2 separate regions of the Macaca mulatta genome follow, and region 2 is linked to region 1. The links are chromatin contacts, called in public Hi-C maps. All regions are on one chromosome and are shown on one strand. Each heading gives the region's core, a stretch centred on a gene start, on an enhancer-like site or on the middle of the called end of the contact. The rest is flanking DNA. Distances are from core to core; before and after follow the strand shown. Region 1 overlaps FOXP1 (forkhead box P1). Region 2 overlaps FOXP1 (forkhead box P1).

What was found. A called contact is a pair of places that touch in the nucleus more often than the background predicts.
Region 2: a contact with region 1 is called in a Hi-C map of liver, with 3 times the contacts expected there. The contact joins two enhancer-like sites. A contact is called at or near these places in 2 of 14 Hi-C or Micro-C datasets (CD4 T cells and liver).

The regions. Positions count from the first base shown.
Region 1 is chr2:134,558,002-134,564,133 of T2T-MMU8v2.0, reverse strand. All of the region lies in intron 5 of FOXP1 (forkhead box P1), which reads left to right. Among named protein-coding and RNA genes, the nearest start is that of FOXP1, 430 kb to the left of the region's middle. Within about 2 kb of position 4,358, at least 24 of the 40 cell types and tissues checked have an H3K27ac peak or open chromatin away from gene starts, as enhancers often do. A contact at or near this core is called in CD4 T cells and liver, where this site is marked.
Region 2 is chr2:134,622,641-134,628,877 of T2T-MMU8v2.0, reverse strand. All of the region lies in intron 4 of FOXP1 (forkhead box P1), which reads left to right. Among named protein-coding and RNA genes, the nearest start is that of FOXP1, 360 kb to the left of the region's middle. Within about 2 kb of position 2,592, at least 22 of the 40 cell types and tissues checked have an H3K27ac peak or open chromatin away from gene starts, as enhancers often do. A contact at or near this core is called in CD4 T cells and liver, where this site is marked.

The DNA of each region.
Region 1 (6,132 bases), core at 3,109-5,608:
CCCGGCCAAACTTGCAGGCACAGAAGAAAAACAACATAATTAGCTTCATTGTCAACATACGCATAACAGTGACATAAACAATATCAATATGGAGCTAACTGCCTTAGCTCCCTGTAGATGGATGATGTATTAATTTATATTTTTAAGTAAAAGCACTGCTTAAATCAACACAGAATGGTGGTTCCTTGGAGACAAATCCCCAGATCTCAGGAATGGGGCATTGCTGTTGCAATTTAGTAAGTCTAATTGGCTGCCCCGTTGGCATTCTTTGGAGAAATACTTAAAGCTGTCCTCCTTCTGGGGAGGCGAGCTTCCCTGGGTAGGCCATCAGGCATATTACTGGGCTTACATTTTGTATTCCTGTTGCTTTAGCTTTTTCTCTCCAGCAACAGAATCAGTTGGTTGAATCTCTTTAAGTTCTGTCATTTCAGAGTATGTCCTGGATACTCCATTAAATTAATTGGAAAGGGGAAAGAAAATGTGTGTTGTGTTAACACAAGTGTTGTTCAGAAGAAGACAGCAAACTTGAATTAAGGTTTTGGCCTCTGATCACACAGTTGATTTTTCGCCCCATGCTCATATCCTTTCTGTAGTTATTTCCAAGCAGCTTCTGGCAAAAGCAGGCCTTTTCGTTGTAACTGAGGACCACGTGGGCCAGGGACCATTGCCGTATCAGCCTCACCACAGGGCCATTCATCAGTGTACAGAATAATGTCCTGAGGAGACGCTCCTCCTGACTCTTCCTTTAATACATCTTATCTCCATTCTCAGCTCCGAATGGGCAGTAAAACCTTTCACTTTCTTCTGTGTTCAAGGCTAAGGCTCAGCAGAACCAAATATAATACATGATTTTAGTCCCAGGTGTGTTATTTGGTGGTTAGAGTTTGGTGTGGGATCATAGTAATCTGTTCTTAAGTGCACAGCCAGCTGCACAATGGACTCATTTAGCAACTGACAGGTTTCTTAATATGTGGTGTTTGAACAAGAGCTGTATCTGTTGTGGGTGTTAGGATGTGGGCATCAAAAATATTTTTAAAGTATGGTATTTAGCATTTCCTTTACTCTTCCTTAAACATTGGCCTACCCGTCAATATCCACCACCCCCCCCCCCACCACCACCACCACAGGTATTCATTTTATTTTATTATGGCTTCTCTTTTTCTGTAATTATCCAGTATCTGCTTCCTCTTGAAGGCCTGTAGTATGTTTTATTTTTTAATTTCTTTATTTTTTAAGACAGAGTCTTGCTCTGTTGCCTAGGCTAGAGTGCAGTGGTGCGATCACAGCTTGCTGCAGCCTTGAACTTCTGAGCTCCAGGTGATCCTGCCACCTCAGTCTCCCAAGTTGTTGGGACTATAGGCATGCACAGTCACACGTGGCTCACTGTGTGTGTGTGTGTGTGTGTGTGTGTGTGTGTGTGTATTTTTGGAGACGGAGTCCCACCATGTTGCCCAGGGTGGTCTCAAACCCATGGGCTTAAGCAGTCTTCCTGCCTTGGCCTCCCAAAGTGCTGGGATTATAAGTATGAGCCACTGCACCTGGCCATGTTTAATTCTTAGGAGAAATCACTTTGCTTTTCTAAACCTCAGTTTCCTCCTCTGTACAATGGGGGCTGGAATTTGTGTTCAGATTATGACAACTGCATGAAACTGTTAAAACACCCACAATCCAAAATATTTTTGTTGGCCTTTCTTATTCAGCTTTTCTAAAATGACCTGGCGCTCATAGTGATTAATCAATGGTTTTAACGAAGTCTTATGAGTTACTATTGGTTTTAACATTTTATATTATACTCCAGTTATGGAAGTTCCAGTTCTTCCTGAATCCCAAACACAGGGCAAGTGCACAGGACCACAGGAGTTTAGAATTAACCAAAGTGACCTGGGCATACGTAGTTTATCCAGGTTTATCACTGATGGGACATTTCCTTGCCCAGAAGTAGTCTCTGAGTCACCATATCATCTGTCTGTTTGGAGAGAGGGCAAGATGGGCTCCAGGTGGCTTCTGAGTTAGTGTGCCAAGCCATTTCCCTCTCTCTTTTGTCACCTCCCCCTTATCCAAACCATCAGCCTTTAAATGCCACCTCCCCAAGGGGCCTTCCCAGACCCCTCCTCCTAGTGATCTCCTCCTCCTTTGTGGTCCCATGGTGCTTACAGCCACCACTGTGCAATTTAGTACTTGAGTAAGCACTGCATTGCATCACTCTCTAATTATTTTGTTTAAGGCTTGTCTCCACAGCTGGGTCATGAGCGTCTGTAATGTTTTTTGTTTGCTTGTTTATTGTTTGTTTTGATGCACCTGGAGACTATTAGCTGATAAACACTGACCTGCAAAGGAGTTAGTCCACATTCTAAAAGCATGCATGAGTTTTATAGATGCCTCATGAAGAACGTAGTTTCTAAAATAAAAATACATTGCATATTCAAAGTACATCCCAGTTTTTGTTTATAAACATTAAAACTCAATTTTAATACTTTGGGAAAAAGAAAGTCACTTAGGCGTTTTGAAATGATTCTTTCCACTTTCTCCCTGTACATTGGTTGGACAGCACTTCCTTTATTTTTATTTCCTGCCGTTGGGGCTCTCTGCCAGCCCCTCCGGAAAGAGCACCTTGTCTCTTTAAGAGTCAGAACTCTACTGATAATCAGGGGACTTTCTGGCAGATTTAAGGCCCTTCTACCCCCCAGAAGCGCCCTTGGTTCTCTGTTGAATATTCATGAGAGGGTGGGGTCACATTTTGTGACCTGAAAAAATCCCATTAATAAATTTGGTATCTGACACAAAAACACTTTAGGGTGAAGAGCGATCTGCGCTGTGCCCATTTAACATCTGATCATACGTTGATGGTCACTTCGCGCTTGTCTCTTTTACAGCCAGAGTAAAGAGGGAATTGTCTGCTCCCCGCTGACCCTGTTGAAATTCAGGCATTTGCTTGATTGGAAATATTACCAATATTCTTTATGGTTTGTAGTAACCTGCATTTAATACACCTCACATCAAAATGTACTTTCAAGTAAAACTCCTGGAATTACTGGGTCAGATTTTGTTGCCTTTTTTTTTTTTTTTTTTTTTTTTTGAGGGCAAATAGGTATTCATTGATGTCACATTATTCCTTTTCCTCTAATATTTTGAGAAAAAGAATAAAAATGTGTGTGTGGATTTTGTGTGTGTGTCTTTAAAAAAATATACAGGCCAGGAAGTTTTTCTCCAAGTTTGAAGGTGGTAAATAGGTGATTTTTTAGAGTCGCCGAAACGGACTAGATTAACCTGACGCTTAAATCGTGTCAGTTGAGCCAACAAAGTTTAGCATATTGTTGACTTTTTAAAAAAAACACTGTAACTCAGCTTTCAATAGCCTGAAAGAGCAGTGACTATTTCTAATAGAGAAGGTCATCCTAAAGTGCTTATTGAGAGTAGGTTTTGTTGTTGCTATTGTTGTATAAATAAGAAAGGAATTTAAAGAATTATTTCTTAGCAAACGTGTGGCAGATGCTTTCTTCGGCAGCTGTCGTTCTAGAGGGGAAGTTGCCTGGTTCAGCGACGAGGCACGTTGTTATTTATTTCCACCCCGCGTCGGCTTAGTTTTCCTCGGTGCGCACTGGCACACTTTGGCGAGCCCGACTCTGGGAAAGAAAGGGGTGTGGGGAGGCCGAGGCTCTGTGAAACCCCCGACGTGAAGCGAAAGTTCTCCTCCCAGGGCGGTTTTCGAGGAAAGCGCTTCTCTGCGCTGTCTGGGAGACCCACGTCCCCTCCCGAAGCCGAACAGTTGCTTGGAGCTGTCGGCTTGGCGCCGCCAGCGCCAGGTGCCCCTCTTCGGCCTCCCGGGTTTCTCGGAAAGGTTAGGACAACTCTTTGTCAGTTTCAAAGACGAAACAAACACGCCGCCCCGCCGGCAGCCCCGGCCCCGCAGAGCCCCGGCCAGAGGGAGCGGTGCGCGCCGAGCCCGGCCGACCCAGACGTCAGCCGGAGGCGGGTCACCGGGTTAACAGCTATTAAGTGGAGTTGCTCTCCAGACAAAAGCAGGGTTGCACCCGAGCGTGATTTCACCTGCCGCGCGGAGGGGGCCGGGGCGCGCGGGCGCGGGGCGCGGGCCGCGGAGCCCATTGTGTGGGGCGCGGCGCGGCGCGGCGCGGGGTGTTTAGAGGCGGGTTGTGATTGGTGGAGCAGGGCGGGGCGGGTGGGCGCGGCGCGGCGCGTCTTGTCAGCCCGCGAGCCGGAGCGCCCCTGCGCGCGTGCAGTCCGCCTGCACGCCGAGGCCGCCGGACCCCACGCCCGGCCCGCGCGGGCGCCCCGAGCCCGGCTCCGCGCGCCTGGCGGCTACATGGAGAGTGTCAGGTTGGTCCTTCTGATTGATCTTTGCCGGTTTCGCTCTCCTTCCCCCGGCTCCGCGGCGCCCGCTTCCTGGGGGCCTCGCTGGGGAAGGCAGGAGAGCCCGAGGGTTCTGAAGTTGAGTCTTTTAAAAAATCATCCTCATCCTCGCTGTTTACCAACTTGGGTAGGAGTTGCGCTCTGGAAGTGGAGGCGGGGAGGGAGGAGAGGGGTAAGAAGGAGCTGCAGGCCTGTGGGTCCTGGAGAGAGATCCCCCCCCCACCCTTGCTCTCTGGCTCACACTCTCGCTCTCTTTTTTTAAATGTTCATGGGTGGGGTGTAGTTGAGAGTTGGAGGAAGTCCTGCTTGTGTGTTTCTCTCTCTCTCTTTTTCGTTTGCGATTCATTTTCTGCCGGTCTGGCCTTCACGCAGCCACTTTGGTGAAGCCCTCGCCATCACTCCATTCGGGGGACGTATCTGGGGTGTGATTTCTGTCACTTTCAGAGCGTGTGAAATATACAAGGAGCCTTCCATCTCAATGTAACCCATGTGGATGTTTCTTTGCTTCTGATAGTTTGTTTCTATATCTGTCTAGGCTATTTTCAGCTTAGCTGTTCAAATTCGAGGAGTTCACACACAGTAAAGGGGGAGGGAGAGGCACAGAGCCCCACACCGGAGCAGGCGAGCGAGCGAATGGAACACTCTGGCAGGTTGGGGATTCTAAGCCTCTGTTGCATTACTTGGCTGGTTAATTAAGTAGTGAGCGGGGTTTGGGTTTGGACGTGCAGCAGACTGAGGAATTGCCACGGGGTACTCCCAGCTGAATCGGCTCTGAATGTAGCTAACTCAACTGTCAGAACTGCATGAAAGACGGTCAGTGGAAACGGGACTTTTATTTCCCCCCTCCCCAAGTGTGGTGATGGGAAGGAGAGGACCTTTAGGAAGTGGGTGGTAAAGTTTTAGAGCAAAGTACATATAGACTCTTCCTCTTTGGGATTAACTCCTTCAAGTCCTGACAGTTAAAAGTAAAATATCTAGTAATTTTATATTTTTGTCCAAACAAATCAAATGTTCTAATCAAACCAATTTAAAAATGCAAATCACCTCATTTCCATAGATTCCAGCATTCTAAAAGTGACACATTTGGGGGAAAAATTAAGCCTGATAACAGGAAATGTGAATCATACTATCAATGACTAATCTGCTTAAGAAAAAAAAATAAGTTACATTTATTTTATCATTAGGAAGGCAGTGTTAAGCCAAATTTTTTAAAGTTTAAAGCAAGTGCATTTTTATTTTAAAAGCGGCCCTGTTTTGCTGTTTTTATTTGTTTGTTTTCATATAATGAGTTTTCCAAGAGGAATGTATATATGCAATCAGAGGTGGTTTATGTGGTAAAGAGCGCAAGCTAGCATGTTAGTGCCAAAGAGCTGGAACATGATCACATTAAGATTCTAGTTTAGGGTTTGATGTGTGTGTTGCTGTTACTGTTGTTTAAAAGAATACAAAGCTTCCTTGGTTATTAAGATTGACCACTAAGTAAATCAGTTGAAGACTGAAGCACGTTGTCCTAATTGATGCCCTTTGCATAAATTGAAAAAAGGTCTGTATCTATTTTAATGTGATTCTTTGTAGCTGCCTGACACATTTCAGTGAAAAGTGTGTAAAAATGAAACCAAAATACAGACTGCCTACCCAGAGACACTGGCTGACTTACTGTAGGATGTGATAGAGCTGAACTGAAAACGCATTGGGCTGACACTTGATAATCAAAGTTGATTTATTGTTCATTAGTACTGCATTAGCCCTTTCAGGCAAGACAGT
Region 2 (6,237 bases), core at 1,343-3,842, 67 kb before region 1:
CCTGCACATCTTCAAGCAATTAGAGCAATTAGCGTGAAGCCATTTCACATTCAAGGATTCAAGGTCTATGGTGACATTCAAGTCCAGCAGAAGTCTGAAAGGGAGAGGAGGAAGAGGCCCAGAGCGAGACGACTGTTCCATGGCCCTGAGCAGACAATTTCTCTATTAAAAATGGTGGCTCTTTAATGATGTTATTATGAGGTTTTTAAATGACATATCAAAAGTTGTTTATATCACAAAAACCCAACAGTCATTTAATTATACTAATGAAGGTCTTTATACGTGGCAGATTTTTAAAAAAAGATTTCTAATGGCCATGAGAAGTGGAGTGTTGCTGCTCCTTGCATCACAGCGGTGGTGGCGGCATTCTTTGCAGAGGAAGAACCTATTTTATAATATATAAGGGAATCTGCATTTCGTTTTCACGACAAACCTTTCTGTTTTTTGTAAATCGAACAATTGCAACAACACGGAATATTTAGTTGGGGGAAGTTTGGAAATAAGTGTTGAGAGCAACTATGTTTGTTTGCTTTTTTTTTTATGGTTAGAGAACAACCAGGGTGACTTTTACAGATTGAACTAGTACAGTTCAAAGGGAAATCATCGACTTCAGCATATCTGATAGCTGTATAGGCATGGCAGAGGTGTCTTGAAAAAACACTCGTAGGATCCAGTAGGGCTTTGGCTTTGTTTGTTTGTGTTGTTTGTTTTTTGCCTTTGTAACTTAGTTACCCGGGACTCGTTTGCACAAGGCAAATGCTAAACTGATTACAGCTTTTAAAAATTGGCTTGTACATTTTTTAATCCATATTTTAATGTTGGTTTATTATGCAAAAAAGGAGGGGCACTAATTTTAAAAATCCAAGCGTGCTGCAAAAGAAGATCTTGCTTTGCAGTCCCAGAGGGTGCTTGCAATCAGGAATAACCGCGGGCTAAATTATAATGTGGAATTCTGTTGCCCTTTAACCTGATGCTGCCTGTTCACATTCAGTGTTTGTTAACAAACAGCTTTAAGAACAAAATTATTGGGATAATTAGTATTTCATTGTATGCACTGACTTTAATGAAAATAAGAGGCTTTTTTTTTTTTTAATTGCATGTCTCTAAGAAAGTTGTGATAATTCCTTTACAGAACTGCCCTAGTTGGCTTAAAAGCTACTAGGTGTTGAGCTGTTACATATCTGTAGGACAGAACACATCTATTTGTGTGACTGAGGCTGGAACATTTGTGTTCATTCCATAACTAGCCATTTTAGGGAACTGGACTGCTTAGAGCTCTCTAGCCCCATCTCGAACTACTTATAGCTCTTCTGTTGAGAGATGGTTTTCCTGACCGCCCACTTTCATGGCGCCCAGGCTGTGTGCCTTTTGATACTGCAACGCAGAGCAGCTGCAGGGGATGCTAATAAAATGCAGCATGTTGGACACTGAGCAAGGTAAGAGTCTGCCTTTTTCTCCTGGCCCTTGAAAATGGATTGCTAGGAAATCATTTCCTGGTCTCTAACTGGACCAGCTGAGTTAGAGAGGAACATTTGCATTGGATACTCCACCCCTTCCCAAAGTGGAGAAGGCAGGCGTGGAAGCACTGTGAGGCTCAGAAGGGAGATGAGGCAGTAAACCAGATCTTTCCCATTTTTTCCCCCTAGCCTAGTCCTCTGTTTCTATGATCTGCCTTTTGAACTGTTTTTGTGGCTGATCAGTTCCACCTAATATGTCTCTTGATTTCTGCTATTGTAATACTCAGGCGACATGCTGTTCTCTTCATTTTTATAAGCTTTAGATGCTTCTGCCTGTCATTTTCTGGCGGTTTATCTTCAGCGTCTGGATTTGCTTTCAGACTTGAATGTCTATCAAGCTGCCGTTGCTTTGAATGTGAGATCAAAAGAAGATGAATTCCAGTAAAAAATTTCCTTCTATGAAGAAAAGATTGGGGCCTATGTAAACATCCCACTGACAGCTCCCAATGAGTTATTTTAGCCGAGTATTAGCACCTGGATGACAGACAGTCCAGCATTCCACTCTAAATAACAAATCAGTAGCTTCCGTGGCAGAAGAACATTGCCACAAGAGCAATACATTTTCAGAAGGAATCCTTTTCTTCCTTTTTTTTTTTTTTTTTGTTATTGAATATGGCTGTTCAACTCTTCCTCTTATTTTTCAAGCTGACTTGCTGTGCCTTTACCAGTTTACTTTTCTTTACAGTATCTGTTGAATTACTCCGGTGACGGAAGACAGGACAGTGATAATCATTTTGGGGCGGGTTAAGGAGTGTTCCAGTAGGCAAGCTAGGCATCTGGAAATAAACAGGTAGTTTGGTTGATGGTGGAGAAAGAAAATATAAAGGACAGCCAGTCAAAGCCAGATCCAAGGCATATCTCTGGAATACGGGACGATATGTTCTTTAAAAATACATGTGACAAAATCCTCTAAAGTCTGCAAAATCTGAATTTTCTTCTTTTTTTTTTTTTTTTAAAGCATCCTGCCTATGTAAATGTCACCACAAAAATATCTCAAGAGCAGGTTTCCCGAAACCCTGTTGGTGTGTATTTGTCTGCGTGAATGAGCTGTGTTTGGCTAGGGCTTGGTCTAGCCAGGGCACACTGCGTGTGCTGTGTCGCTGCTTGCAGACCTGGAGCGGTTTAGATACGTGTGGCATTAATAGATTTCTTTAAGTGCTAAATGCAACTTTGAAAATTACCTGCAAGCTCCAACTGATCTTTCAACTTTGAAAGTGAAGAATTACTTGAGGAATTCTTGTGGTTTCTTTGTCATTTAGTGAGAGCCCAGCCAGCTACTGTGGAGGCAAACCTCCCTGAGGTTGCCTACAAAGGGCAATGTTCCAGTGTGTTTTCTCTTCGAGTGTGCTTCAGCCGCACAGTACTTCCTGTTTATTCAAACATCTTTTTTACCACTCGGCAACCCCCGCTTCACAGAAACAGCCAGAACCCATCTACAGCAAGAAGACGGAAATCCAAAGGCAGACAGTACGGGCTCCCTTCGCCAAACTCTTCATTTTCTCTGTAAGTGTCCAGAGAAAAAGAAACATTTTTTTTGGTGGGTTAAACTTTTAAACTAGGGATCCGTTCTTGTGCAGACATTCTCCGAAGGGCGAAATAAGATGATCCAACTTGTTTACTGCTTTTTTTCCTCCCCCTTCCCTCCTCTCTCCATCAGAGGCTTTTTTCTTTTTAGAGATTTGAGAGGACCGTCTCCTTCTAACTCCTTGTTTAATTCACTCTTGCTTTCAAATATGTCTTTGGATATAATCAGCTAAGTAAGCAGCCGGGTGGTGTCAGGATAGTTTTATAGGCTGAACGTAGATTGGAACCTCTCTCTGCTTACTGTGACATTGTTTCGCGTTGCCTTCTTTTTCTTCCTGTTATCACAAGTAGTAAGAGAATGTGGGGATGGTGCCTTTGTAATTCTGCATCTACAAAATTGTCCCCTAATGTTTGCATCACGACACCGTCATCATTTGTGAATCAGGCTTGATAATATTTGTACCAATTTCATGCCAATAAAAGTCAGACTGCTGAAACACGCACGGTCATTATCTCATTCATATTCCTATTGTTTCAACGGAGTGGGCTGCAGAGGGAAAGGGAAGCCTGCCTTACTTTCTGTGATGGTTGTTAACTTTGATGTTGGAAGGCTCTTTTCAAAATTTTCCTTGTGGATCATCAGTATGGCAGGAAAAGCCCTTGGACTTGGGCTGCCTCCTGGCTCTTGAGTAGAAGAGCGATCTAACGGCTCTCTTAGTCCTTTCTGTTGAAATGACTTTTTAAACACATGGTTTGACATTTTTTAAAAAGGTTCCACCTTTTCCTGTCTGTAGTCACTCCTTTTGCCTCTCTCCCCTCCCTCCACACCCCCCTTCCCTGACCCCCAACTTCAGTTTAATTGGTAAGCCAGGTGTTAATATTTCTTTTTTAACTATATAGTGGTCAGGGAATAGACAGGGAATGGAAAATTAGCTCTTTTTATCTTAAGAGAATTGTTATTGCTGTGAGCCTTGTTTGCTAGTCCCCAGACTAAATATTTTTAAAATTTAGTGTCTAAAACAGCATCTATTAGAATAGAGAAAGAAATATGGTCTCGGGTTGTCCAAACCTCTCATAGAAGAAACATTTAAATACATAAAATAATTGTATGTATGTGCGTGTGCATGTGTGTGTATTGCTATGGCTATGATGGCTTTTTTGAATGTTCAGAAGTTGTTCTCCTTTGCAAGAAAAAATAAGATGTTTGCGACTGCCTTAAGGACAATTTGTTTAACAGTAGGAGTAATTGCAGGGAAAATGGAAAGAGTGACTGAAGGTATTTACTCAGATGTTAGTGTAGGTGTGGGGGCTGAAAACTCAGTGTGGGAACAGTGGGCTGCTTTTCTTGGTATCTCAGTCTATTTGATGACCATCAAATTTCCCAGCTCGCTGGTTTTGTTTTTTCTGGATGGCATGTTTGATTATTTATCAGAAGGGGAAGGGAGTAGCTGAAGCAAATAAACATGTGACCAAGTTCTGTTTTGTTTTCCACTCCAAAAGCCATGCCCTTTAACAGATATACAGAAAATAATAAATGCATTGTTTTATGATAAAAGGAAATTATATGTGTCTTTTTTTTTATTTTAAGGCAAGTGAGTTAACCCTTAAGGCTCAGGAGGCTTTTTGCCTTCTGAGAATTTGCCAGGCTTTTTATTGAGAATTAGCCTATTGCAACTAATGGTTTTATGGAACAGGATTTCCCAGGATTACTTTGTTCATTAGTTTAGCTTTTTCTAGACAGTTCACTTAGGAATGCCTGCCTCAGTAGCTTGACTGTGTGGTGTATGTGTGTGTGTTTTAAATCATAATACCATTGGACAAACCAGTGGCTATTACCGTTTTGTTGAAGGCTATATTCTGATGTTTAAAGCTAAAGATGAATAACTCAACTAAAGGAAAGTACACCATAGTGTCTGTGGCTAGGGTACAACATAATTTATCAGAGGCCAACATTTTGTCCCTCTCTTTAAAGATGTTAGGCAGGTGCTGTAATACAGAGAGTCTACTTATATGTCTGTGTCCCTCAGAAATACCTTCTAGTCTTTAATATTATGTAACCTATTTCATTATCTTCAAGGTTGTCATTATCTCAAATTGATTCCTCCAGAGGCCAAGGGAAAGGCTCAAATCTATATTAAATTTAGATTTAAAATTTATGTATTTTTTTAGTTCTCAGGTGGGGTTTGCACGGCTTTGTGAAATCATTCTTAATATGTAGGCATTCACTGAGATATGTGCGCATACTGGCACATTCTTTAAATACAGGAACATGATTTTCTGTAGGGGCCTCCTTACTTCTCCACATCCTGAAGAAGTGATGTGCGTGATTCTAGCACAGTGCCTGGCCCCGTCACATCCAGGCCTATAAATCACAGCCGAAAATCTGTTTCATTGCCTATACTGTTTTGGAATGTGAATTGAAAATATGCACACAGAAGGGGTTCCCTCTTCATTGACTATATAAGGGAACGGTGCAGCAGAGGCTCAGATACAGCGCAACTTTCACGAGTGTTGCCCTGCAGATAACTGGGAGGTTGCTTTGCTCTTGAGAGGACAATGATGGAAGCAGTGGCCTTTCCGCCTCTCTCCAGAAGGCAGTTGGGTTGGATAATCATACTTTGTATTTATACAGAGCCCTTTGTCTGTAGAAATCAAAGTGCCTGACTAATGCTAACTTGTTAATACTCAGAACACCCCAGGGACATAGGTAGGCTGCAAAGATTATCCCACTTTTGAGGTGGGAAAATGTCCTGTTGTTAAAATCATTTACAGTTTCCGGGTGTGTCTGTATTTAATGCTCATGCTAGACCTGGAAGTGCTATGATCTAGAGATCATGAGAAGCATTTTTTCCTGTGACATAGTCAGCCCTGACCACAGGCAGTCTCATGAGAAAGTGTTTTACCATGAAGAAACTGGCCTGGAAAATATAGCTAGTGCGTGATGTTGATGGTGGTGGGAGGGAGGAGGTGTTGAAGACTAATCGCGCTTAATTTTAATCTATTTGGGGTCAAAGGATGTATTTTTTTTTTAAAGATACAGCATGGGCTGAAACTTCTGATTTTTGTTTTGTTTCTCTTTAACTCAATATGATGTTGGCAATTTAACTTCCACAAAAATCAAGTTAGTTTGTTCTTTGTGAAGAAACAGATACAGTACTGCTTATGGGCGCTGCAAAGTTAAGTCAGCGGTTGCTCT